Regions from separate parts of the Danio rerio genome. Here region 1 is linked to region 2. The links are chromatin contacts, called in public Hi-C maps. All regions are on one chromosome and are shown on one strand. Each heading gives the region's core, a stretch centred on a gene start, on an enhancer-like site or on the middle of the called end of the contact. The rest is flanking DNA. Distances are from core to core; before and after follow the strand shown. Region 1 overlaps zfhx3a (zinc finger homeobox 3a). Region 2 overlaps LOC137488251 (a long non-coding RNA gene).

Region 1 (5,551 bases), core at 629-3,128, 44 kb after region 2:
CATCAGATTTTGATTTTATTGCTATTGTATGTTAAAGTGCCTAAATGTTTACATTTGACTTATTTTGCTTTAAAGATTCTTAGAATTGAAAACAGTGGGAAATAAAACTAAACCATACATTAACATTTACATAAAGTAACTCATCTGCTATTGTCATAATTTGAGAATAGAGTGCATTATGATTGTCTTTCATTGATAATTTGTATTATTGTAGGTAAATGTTTCTAAAAATGTCTAAATGTATAATTATAAATGCATAAAATTACTCTACCATTTTTTTCACAGGTTGAACATGCTTTTTGCCTTTGATAATATACATTATTGTATGTAAAAGTTGTAATGGTGGCCCTACCTTAAACCCCAAGTAGGTCATATTTTACTTTTGCTCGAGTGCCAGACGGAATACATCCGTCAATTTAACAAATTTAACCTTAGCCCAGATAGCTGTAAGCCACCGACTACAAACCCTTACTAAACATAACAAACAAAATAGACAAAAAATTGACACAAATTCATCAAATGAGTATGTATTGAAATTTTTATATTTTCCATCACTGAAATATCACCACCAATAGATGGCTCAAAACCAAAATTGAAAATAAACAGTTTTATAAAAATATCATGATCAATTTATACCGCACTCACAGAAAAATAAATCCACTGAAATAATAATCATAATCAGTATCTACTACATGAAAGACAGCAGAGAGCATTTCATCAAGATACAAAATCTAAAATGCCGATTTTGGCTTATTTTGCTTTAAAAATAAACAGTACATTAACATTGCATAAGGTAAATCGTTCACCATTGTCGCAGTTTGAACATGCATCACATTATGATTTTATTGCCTTTGATAATTTGGATTTATTGTGTGTAAAATGTCTAAAATTGTTACGTTTGGCTCATTTTGCTTTTAAAAAAAGTAGTAAATTAAACCATACATTACCATTTGCATACAGTAAATCATCTACTTTTTCTTTTGATAATTTGGATTATTGCAGGTTAACGTGTATAAAATGGTTCAATTTAGCATTATTTTGCCTCCAAAAAATATATAATTGAAAACATTTAGTAGTACATTGCATTAATATTTGCATAAAGATAATCATCTACCTTTTTTTTCATAATTCAAACATGCAACACATTATTTTTGCTGTTGATGATTAAAATAATTGTATGTAAAGTGTCTAAAATTGTCTAAAAAATTGCTTTAAAAATGATAATAACTACAAACAGTTAGCAGTAAAACTCAACAGTGCATAACGTAGATTATCTGCCATTTTGTAACAGTTTGAGCGTGCATTTTCCCAATTAATGAAAGTTTTTAATTGCTGTTGTGCAGTTTATTTATTAATTGTACTCCTCCAAGCTGTAATTTTTTTTTATCCCCCGTGAGAGCTGCTCAACAATAGACTCAGGTTTTTCGGTCAGGTTTAGTGCGGTGTGTGTGACTTTGAGAGAATGACTGAGCGAGAGGGCTCAATGGGGCGGTCGTAACTAGAGCGGATTTGACAGTTTCAGGTTATGTGTTCTGTGTTTATGGGTGTGTTGGTTTGATAGGAAATCAATAGCGTGTCTGTCAGGATAATTGGTGTTCAGATGGCCTTTCTCGCTCTCTCTCTCACCCTCTGTCATAATCACCTTCTCAAAGAACCACCAGAAGATACCTCGGCCTGCCTTTGATTGGTCTGTTATGACAAGCCTCATGCATTTCTTTTTTTGTTTCCACTTGCCCCCCTCTAATACCCCAACCACCCCCCTTCCCAAAACCCACCCAAATCAACTCTGTTCTTCTTTCCCTTCCCCCAACGTAGCAGAACAATTACTCTGCTAAGAAAGCAGAAAGGCAGAAAGCAAGAGAGAAGAGGATGAGGAGAGGGAGGGTGTTGAATGGGGGGGGGATATCTGGTTTAGTGTGTCCCGAGGCTGTGTGTTTTGTACCTACGGAGCTCAGCCGAAGCTTACAGACGCTGCAAAAGAACAACAGTGCATCACTGCGCTTTTTTGAATCAGTGCACGCTCTCTTTTTTTGATTTCAGAGTGTCTGCGCTCATCAGGAAGATTAAAAAACACATGTCAAAATATTGTCAGCCCACATGGTTTGGATTTGCACAGTCAGGGAGTGAGTGCATTTAAAAATGTCTCTTTTAACCAAAAAAACAAGTACAACGCGCTCAAAGCGAGCACAATACGCAGAGCTATTGTATAAAGATAATTTTTAAAGGCTGTCATGGCGGCATTGTTCCCCAATTTGTGCTTTGAAATGGACTCTTTGTGCGCGACCCTCCTGACCTCTGCTGCATTATCTTCCTCCTGTGACTTTTCAAATCCCCACAGGTCAAATGAAGCTCTGCTGACGCCGCTTGCTGATTTTCTTCCCTCATATCTCTCTGTGTATGTTAAACTATAGAGGATCGATATATATATTTCACTTCTGCGTGAATGTGTACATTACTAGCTACTGTTTTGTGTGGGTTTGTCTTTGTGTTTAGCGTTTGAGCAGGTTAGATAGGTGTAGTGTAGGAGCTAGTGTAGACTGACCCCTATAGGTTTGAATGTGATCCTGCCTTCAGGATTGTTTTGCTAAGGTACATTTATTCTGCAGTCAAATAACTGGAGTGCTGATTGAAATATCAATATGTTTAGGAAACAAATAAGATTCAGTGGCATACATGAAAACTGAGAAATTGTTGTTGTTTTTTTTCTCTTCAAGGAGATATGAATGGGATGGACTCTCCCACTGAGGTTTCGGCTAACCAAGAAGATGGAAACAAACATGGAGAATTAATGGGGAAAAAATCAGGTCTTGTATTAAATCTGTTTTACATTTAGTTTTATTGCTAAATTAACCCTTTAACTGCACTACCAAAATTTATATATATTTTTTGATTAACGTTAACATTTGCATGAAAACATCATTTGCCATTGTCACTTTTTAACATGCATCGCATTATGATTTTTTTCTTTGATAATTAGAATTATTGTATGTAAACGTGTAAAATTGTTAAATTTAACATATTTTTAATCAATTTCAGCTTTATTTTGCTTTGAAAAAAATGTATAATTGAAAACAGTTAGTAGTATGCTTACACAGCATTAATATTTGCATAAAGTAAATCATAAACTGGACTCTCCCACTGAGGTTTCAGCTAACCAAGAAGATGGAAACAAATATGGAGAATTTATGGGGATAAAAATCAGGTCTTGTATTAAATCCATTTTACAAAAACTGTTTTATTACAAAAATGAACCTTTTAACTGCACCACCAGTTGGATAAACATTACCATTTGCATAAAATAAATCATTTGGCATGGCCAAAATTTGAGCATGCAATGCATTATGATTTTTTTTCTTTGATAATTAGGAATATTGCATGTAAACGTGTCTAAAATAGTTAAATTTAACATATGTTAAAATGAATTTTAGCTTTATTTTGCTCCAAAAAAAATGTATAATTGAAAACAGCTAGTAGTATGTTTAAACAATGCATTAATATTTGCATAAAGTAAATCATACACTGGACCCTCCCACTGAGGTTTTAGTTAACCAAGAAGATGGAAACAACCATGGAGAATTAATGGGGAAAAATCAGGTCTTGTATTAAATCTATTTTACATTTATTTTTATAAATAAAATTAACATTTTAGCTGTCCCACTAAGAGTTTTTATTAATTGGATTAACATTAACATTTGCATAAAGTAAATCATTTGCCATTGTCAAAATTCGAGCATGCAACGCATTGATTTTTTTTCTTTGATCATTTTGAATATTGTATGTAAACATCACTAAAATTGTTCAATTTGGCATTCTTTTTAATCAATTTTTGCTTTATTTTGTTTACATTCTTGAAAAAAATGTTGGATTGCATTTCTTTATTCCTGATGTCACTAGTTAACACACTCAATGCATTTTTTTCAACACATCCCATTGTTTCTAAAATATCAACCTCAACCAAATGGTTTATATGTCGGTTTAAAAGGTAAAAGTTCTGGTAATAATACATATACTATAAAAATAATCTGAAAATATGAAGTGCAAGACCAATTTATTTAAAAACATAATGAAAATAAAACATTTTGAATACTAAATCATCTTGATTTTTGAAGTGTCCTATAAAATATTTCAGATTTTCATTTAACAAGTTTTCTTGTTCGTTTTTTTTTTTTTTTTTTTTACAATAAAACCAAAATCAAGTGTAGTGGTGCAACATGATGTTTTTTTTTATTTATTTATTTTATGTAAACCAAAAATGCTGTGTGTGCAAGCCATTATTTAAGACAGTCATTCTTTAAATTAATTTAACAGTCATTGTTTAAAACAGTCAACATATGGTCAACCGTTTAGTTGAGCAGGCAGTTAAAGGGTTAAAATTACTGAAACAGATAACCAACAGCTTCCTTGGTTGATTACAATAAATACGTATCCATTTAATTCCCTAAAAAACTGTGCTGAACAAAAACACTTGCTAGAGACCAACCATTTATATGGACCATTTCTTTTGGCTTAAAAATAACTATACATAACACAATGCATAATTTCCAAGGGCAGATAATTTCCTTAAAACAAGCAGAAAAACTCTTAATTTTCACTCATTTCTTCTGATGGTGAAAATTAAACAATATTTGTACTCGGTCTGAGAATTTTTTTTAGATATTTGAACTAAAAAAAAAGTAAAAAAAGCATTGTTTGCCTTGTGATTATTCAGTTAATATCTCTATTTATCAATCTCTATTTATCGCAGAAAAATAAATTATCACAATATCAGATTTTACCAATATCGTTCAGCCCTAGAACCACTGTTTTCAAAGTTTTCCTCACTTAAAAAAATAATCTTTCCTTTTCATATTTTGCTTGTAGAAGGAATTATTGAAACGGAGGCGGAGCAAAACGAATCATCTTCAAGTCCTAAACGTCCCTCATCTGGATCCGAGGAGTCAGATGAAGCTTCTCCCTGCAAACAGCCACGAATGCAAGAAGAGGTCTGTTGCGATATATTTTGCACACACACACATACACACAAACAGTGCAATGTTTGGACTAACTCTTAAAATAAACATGGCAATAGCAAAGGTGTGCAATAATAATATGTACATGAGATAAACAACATTGTCCTGTATAAAAACTCATGTACATCCGGCAGAAAAAAATAAAATGGATTGTTCATACATTCTTTAAAAAATGTGAAAGTGGTATGATGATGATATCAGATATGCATTAGTATTAAATTCATACCATTCATGCACTCTTAAAAATAAAGGTTCATTATTGGTATTGATGGTTGCATGAAGAAACTTCAACACCCACTGCACAGACAGGATCTCTACAGTGAAAAGGTTTCTTTAGATCTTTACAAATGTTCATATTAAAAAAAAAAAAAAAGGTTCTCTTAGAGCTTTTCACTAAATCATTAGATTGTCTTTGAGGATCCCAAAATGCTTCTTAAATGGCATGAAAGCCTCTTTTGGAAGCTTTTTTCACTGTAGAGAACCTGTCTGTGCTGTGGGTGTTAAAGTTTCTTCGTGGAAACAGCTATACCAATACATTCATT
Region 2 (6,004 bases), core at 1,158-3,657:
TTGTCGGCTGCACATCCATGTTGCGAATCTCCCGTTCTACCACATCCAAAAGTTGCTCTATTGGATTGAGTCTGGTGACTGTGGAGGCCATTTGCGTACAGTGAACTCATTGACATGTTCAGGAAACCAGTCTGAGATGATTCACGCTTTATATGTGCAGTATCCTACTGGAAGTAGCCATCAGAAGATGGGTAGACTGTGGTTATAAAGTGATGAACATAGTCATTTATACATGCATGCATATTTTTTGTTTTTATCTAGCAGCTTTAAAATATTCAACAAAACATTGAGTGACAAAGGAAACCTACTAAACCTAGAAGAATGGTTTGACAATGCAGAAATTATTTTTATTAAATCCAGACAATATTTAAATTTTTACATTCATGTTTTCAGAAAATTTTATGAAGAGCCAAAAACCAAACTTTATTGAGGATAGAGGGCTGAAGGTAAATATAGCTGCCATGAATGATTTCCTAATTTATTTAATACTATTTAAAAATAACTAGAAAACAGTGCTTTATATGAATTAATACAGAGATATATTTTTATTATTCTAAAAATTATTATTATTATTATTATTATTATTATTACACTAGTTTTTGCCTTGATTTGTTGCTGATGTCTTCTGTACAGTCCTCTATCTGTCGTCACACTATTTACATTTTAAAAACTGAGGTTCATTTACAACATTTATTGAAACATTTAATTTCAGTTTGCTTTTTTGTAGCTTTGCAATAAAACAAACAAACAAACAAAAAGTTTACATCAAATTAGGAAAGTCGATGTTAAAGTCATTCACCCTAACCCTCTCCATCATTCTCACTCTTTTCTCAGATAGTGGGCCAAATCAAAGATGACAATGGGCCAACTCTTGCCCTAAGGCCATTTGGGCTTCTCTGGACTATGTGATTAGCCATATGCAGTATTCAACATTTAAAGTGGTTCACTTTTCATCAAAGTTGTCCTACAACTATTGAAAACACACCTTCAAAAACCTTTTTGATTCTCTTCAAATTTTGACTACTGTATGTATGGTCAAAGACAAAACTCCCTTTTAAGGGTTTGCATCAAATGAAATTTACAAAAGTTAATTAATAATTTATTTTATTTTATTTAGTATTATTAACGAAGTATACAGGCTGAAAAACAATATAATTAAATATGTTAATTTGTGTTTTTATTTAATTAAATTCAACTACCTTTTCCGTGCAATCTCTTTAAACCCGGCCATTCATTCGATAGACGTTAACAGAAAAACAAAAAATAAAAACAAAGTACAGTATCAAGTATCAATTATACAAAATAAAGCTATAATTCTGGATCCTGATTATTGTTTTATGCAATAAACATGGATATTTTGTCAGCATCTAAAGTGCAGATTTTTATTGTGTGCACATTTAAGTTCACACAAAAGTTAATTTATATAAGTACATTAAAAGCATATAAAATGCAAATAAAGTGTTTAATGTTGCAAATACTAGTGTGATCGAAATTTAAATCGGCATTACACTGGTCTTTTTGCTCCATGTATCTGTGATTAGGTTTTGATCCTCCTGCTGTTCTTCTGTGCTCCAGCAGATGGCGGTCTGTGTACAGATTTATTTCTGTCAGCTGGTATTTTAATATCAGTATTTTGATATGAAATAACGGCTCATGTGATTTCTCACTCGGTCCGCGAGCTTAAAAGACAAAATAATAAAAACCCAAATCCTAAAACAACACAGTCCGTGTTCAGAATTCAACATTACGAAGACTCAATTAATTCCAGAATAAATGGCTCCAATTTAAAAATCCCCGTCTGTGAATCGTATTTTGCGTCTGGTATTTCGTTTTTTTGGATTCGGATGAGTTTTTTTCTTTCCATTAAATAATATTATTATTATTTTATAGTTCTGGAGGGCTAAATGTAAACTAAACGTGTAGTTATCCGCCTGCATTAGAAATGTCAGCCTAAAATGAACACAATGCCTTTCTTTTAATATTTTTCGTTTGTTTCTTTTCATTTATGTTCTTTATTTCTTTATTAATTAAATAATTTGCTGTAAAATATTTTATTTATTCCTTCTTTCCCCTTTTGATATTATTTTTATTATTTTGGGCATGCATATCTTGTAGACGTTACTCACAGAACGTAACATTATTTAACAACAAACAATAATGTGCTTTTAAATATACTTCACGAAAACATTTAACTAATATTAAAACTGTGCATGATATTTGTGTGTGAGACAATAAATTATGCATGATTTCATGCGTAACGTTGACATGTTATGCTGTATAAAATGAAGGCAAAAATATAGCCAATGCAGGGGAACAGATTTGTGTGTGTGTGTGTGTGTCTGTCTCTGCGTGTGTGTGTGCGTGTACGTGTGATGGGCAGATAAACACACTGGGCTGCACTGGGCTTTTGTCCCGAGGTCATGCACTTGACCTTCCGTCTGAACCGGAGAACAGCTGCTGCATCACGGTCTCTTCAGCGTCTGCGCGAGAAATCACGGCCATTTACACAAATCACTGACCACGGCCTCTCACATGGCTAAAGTTCACACACTGTACACTTCATTACAAACTCGTTCAGATTAAATCGAATGGCACAGACACACTTCAATATTTTTATGTGACTCATGTTTTAAGGCTCCGTTTGTTTATCAAATAATGCCAGATTTTTAAATTGAGATTTTCTTTATTTCGTTGTAACGAAATTATTTTCTAATGATTATTTTGTAACGAATTTTTCGTGATAGAAATATAATATAATTTCTGTGTTAGTCCAATTGCGTGGACGCGGTGGATTAATCTGAGACGATGAAAATGTGAATTAATAAAATCATTTAGTTTAACTTGATTCGTCTGCATTTATAGCCTACGAATAATTAAATAGCATTTATTTCATCTAAATGGACATTGGCAAATTGTATTTTATTGTGGAGAATATGATGGCAAAAATTATTTAAAATCAAGCTACTAAAATATTGTTCAGCCTTTTTTTTCCAGAACTGGATTTCCGACATGATCTCTGTTATTCTGGAGAGACTCCGATTTTAAGCTCCTTAAAAACATTTTTGGCTACTTGCTGTCAATTTCTTGATTTATTTGATAAATATTAAACTCAAAAGCAATCCAATAACACCTCTGAGGTTTAAGTTTGATAACTTATATAGTTTTGATTGTATGTTCTGTGACTAAGATGTTGTTTTTTTCCCTTTTATATCGTTCTTTTTGTGTCTTCAGTACGAGCCAATGTTCTGGTTTGTGTATATAATCTATAGGCTATATAACTCGTATATAATGATAATTTATTATGACAATATATAATAGCTTATATATAATAATAACTTTAATGTGATAATAATAGCTTATATATAATGATAACTTAAAGTTTTAAGAGCTACTTAGCAGAGATCTTATGAAAAATGCAAAATTTCGGTTCGGTAAAGGTTTCTTATTTTATATTTGTATTTTGATTATAATTTTATTGTAATTTCATTTTAGATTATATTATTCTTATTATTTGTGAAAGAGAATGAAGTCTGATATGTGTTTTAAGAACGAATAGGTTTGTGTTAAACACAATAGGCTATTTACATTAAGGCGTATTTTCTCTGCTAAATTTGTAGCTGTAATAATATTAATATGCTAACATATAACTTATAGTTATAGCCAATAACAAATGTTGATAATATTTTGATTAATATTCGAAGCAAGAACAGCATCACGTGTTAAATATTTACTCAGGGATTTGCCTACTATTTGAATGCTAAAATGTTAATTGCTGAATCAAAGGCCCGATATTAAATTATAATATGGTATGAATCGTAATTATACGCTCTATTTTAATTCAGAAGAGTCTATATTATACTTCAGCTCGTGGCACAGAGGTTAAACAGCACGAACGTTTTTAAGAGATGAAATTTTCCAGGTAGAAAAAGATAAATCCCAGAGCCTGGCATTTAGGCTTTTCCTCATTCAGCGGTGTTTCCCGTTAATTAGAAATTAAAATACCAAGCAATTTTCTCAATGCTGATTTCCTAATTTATAATGAATGTGTACTATAATTAGATTTTGTATTTAAACAAACCAACAAAATGAACGCATTGCAGATGTATCTGTCGTCTTTTTTAAACACCGACAGGTAAACCAAACAACAAAAATCTGACATTTTGAATTGCGTAAAATATCGCGAAAGGTGTATGACATAAAATCTATCTATCTATCTATCTATCTATCTATCTATCTATCTATCTATCTATCTATCTATCTATCTATCTGTCTATCTGTCTATCTGTCTATCTGTCTGTCTGTCTGTCTGTCTGTCTGAAGATTATATTAAAGCTCCATGATTGACCTTTCTGATCTTCTCCGATCAATGCAACGTGATTTTAGGCCGGTGATTTCCAGTCAAGTTCATGTTCATCTTATCTTAGCATCTCATAAACATTTTACAGGCAAAAACGTAACAAATAACTAACAAAATTGACACAATAAATAGTATACTGTCATTAAAATGTTGAATTTGACAAATGCTTATGTTTTAGGCTACCATTTTAATATACAATTCCAAACGAATACAGGTCAGTGTATCCACTAAAGCAAGACATAAGGCCTTGACAAAAATATGAATTAATATAACATGATGCCAATCAGTAGTCTATAACACAAATCATATTAAGAAACAACAACACAGAGTCAAAGTGTATTTAGCTGTGCACAGCAAGCAACAAATGCACATATTAATAGAACAGAAGTATATTTGCGATGTGGACTCACCTACAGAAAGGCAGTGGAGAGAGCAGGGCTTGTGTTGGTGTTGTGTGCAGATTTTGGTGAGGTTTGAGCAGCAGACGCTGTGTGTGAGACGTGTGTGTGTGTGTGTGTAGCTGCTGGAGGTGAAGGTCACAGGTCAGCAGACAGACAGCAGTCACAGGCTTTAAACCGCAGAGCACATTGGTTGTCATATGGAGGGCAGAAATTGGGTGGGTTAAATAAGGATTTACAATTCCATGAATAGCATCAAGATGCCCCAATCTCTATTTGACATTTTGCACAGAGTCGTGAAGAGATTTTCATTCTAATACTTAAAAATTAAGATGTATTTTCTATATGTGTGCGTCTGGCAGCATTTCTGTCTTTATTTTTGCTACCTGCATTTATATGCAGAGATCAGTTAAATAATTTTGTTTTTGGCTGATACTTTTCATGTTATTCTTCATCATGACCTTTTGAAAAATAAACAGTAAAAATACAGTTCCTCAAAATCCATTTATATTGTCCCAACACAAATCAATTAAGTAAACAAATTTAAGTAGATTGAACATAAAACAATTAAGTTTTCCAAACAAATTTCAAGAATTGTCATTATTTGTTGTAAAGAAATGTGTAATTTAGAAACTAATAAACAGCAGAAGTCAATTATGTATTTGAATTATTTAGCTGGACATGTTTACTGTTTCAATATTTTATAAATGTTTCCTAAAATATAAGATATTGTGTTCAGTGGGGGTGAGAAAGTTGTTGTTTTTATCCAGACATTTAAAAAAAATTGATTGCTGTTTGTTCAAGCTACTTATTTAAAATGAGATGAAACGACACAATTCTTGAGTTTTTTTTGGGGGGACAACCTAATTGTTTTACGTTCAATCCACTTAAATTGAGTAAAAACGAATAAGTTAACTTAATTCCTTCATGTTGTTCCAACGCAAATCGAATCCAGCATTTTTACAGTGAGTATATTAATCACATTATCTGAGAAACTGTGGTATTATTTTTTCCAAGGTTATCATATCGTAAAAATGCATGGTTTCATAAGATTCATTTATGTTGTCTGAACTCTAATAAATTAAGTTAACTTAAAAAAGAAACATAAAACAATTAAGTTTTATTTTTACTTAAGCATTGTGTCGTTTTAAGTTCATTTTAAATAAGTGGTTTCAACAAGCAACTTAATTTATTTTTTTGAGTGCTCTTTCAAGCTTATAGAAAATAAATATTTTAATGCATGCAGGAA

What was found. Hi-C and Micro-C count contacts between places; a contact is called where the count stands out from the background.
Region 1: a Hi-C map of embryo shows a contact between it and region 2, with 2.4 times the contacts expected there. The contact joins two enhancer-like sites. A contact is called at or near these places in 4 of 18 Hi-C or Micro-C datasets (caudal fin, embryo and an unstated tissue) and 1 of 4 datasets of contacts at active chromatin or transcription factors (caudal fin).

Annotation. Positions count from the first base shown.
Region 1 is chr18:7,221,008-7,226,558 of GRCz12tu, forward strand. zfhx3a (zinc finger homeobox 3a) reads left to right here. Exons shown (of 9, transcript XM_687130.8): 4 at 2,715-2,804; 5 at 4,861-4,982. Among named protein-coding and RNA genes, the nearest start is that of zfhx3a, 25 kb to the left of the region's middle. Within about 2 kb of position 1,879, at least 25 of the 62 cell types and tissues checked have an H3K27ac peak or open chromatin away from gene starts, as enhancers often do.
Region 2 is chr18:7,176,039-7,182,042 of GRCz12tu, forward strand. LOC137488251 (a long non-coding RNA gene) reads right to left here. Exons shown (of 2, transcript XR_012394274.1): 2 at 1-196. Among named protein-coding and RNA genes, the nearest start is that of zfhx3a, 20 kb to the right of the region's middle. Within about 2 kb of position 2,408, at least 16 of the 62 cell types and tissues checked have an H3K27ac peak or open chromatin away from gene starts, as enhancers often do.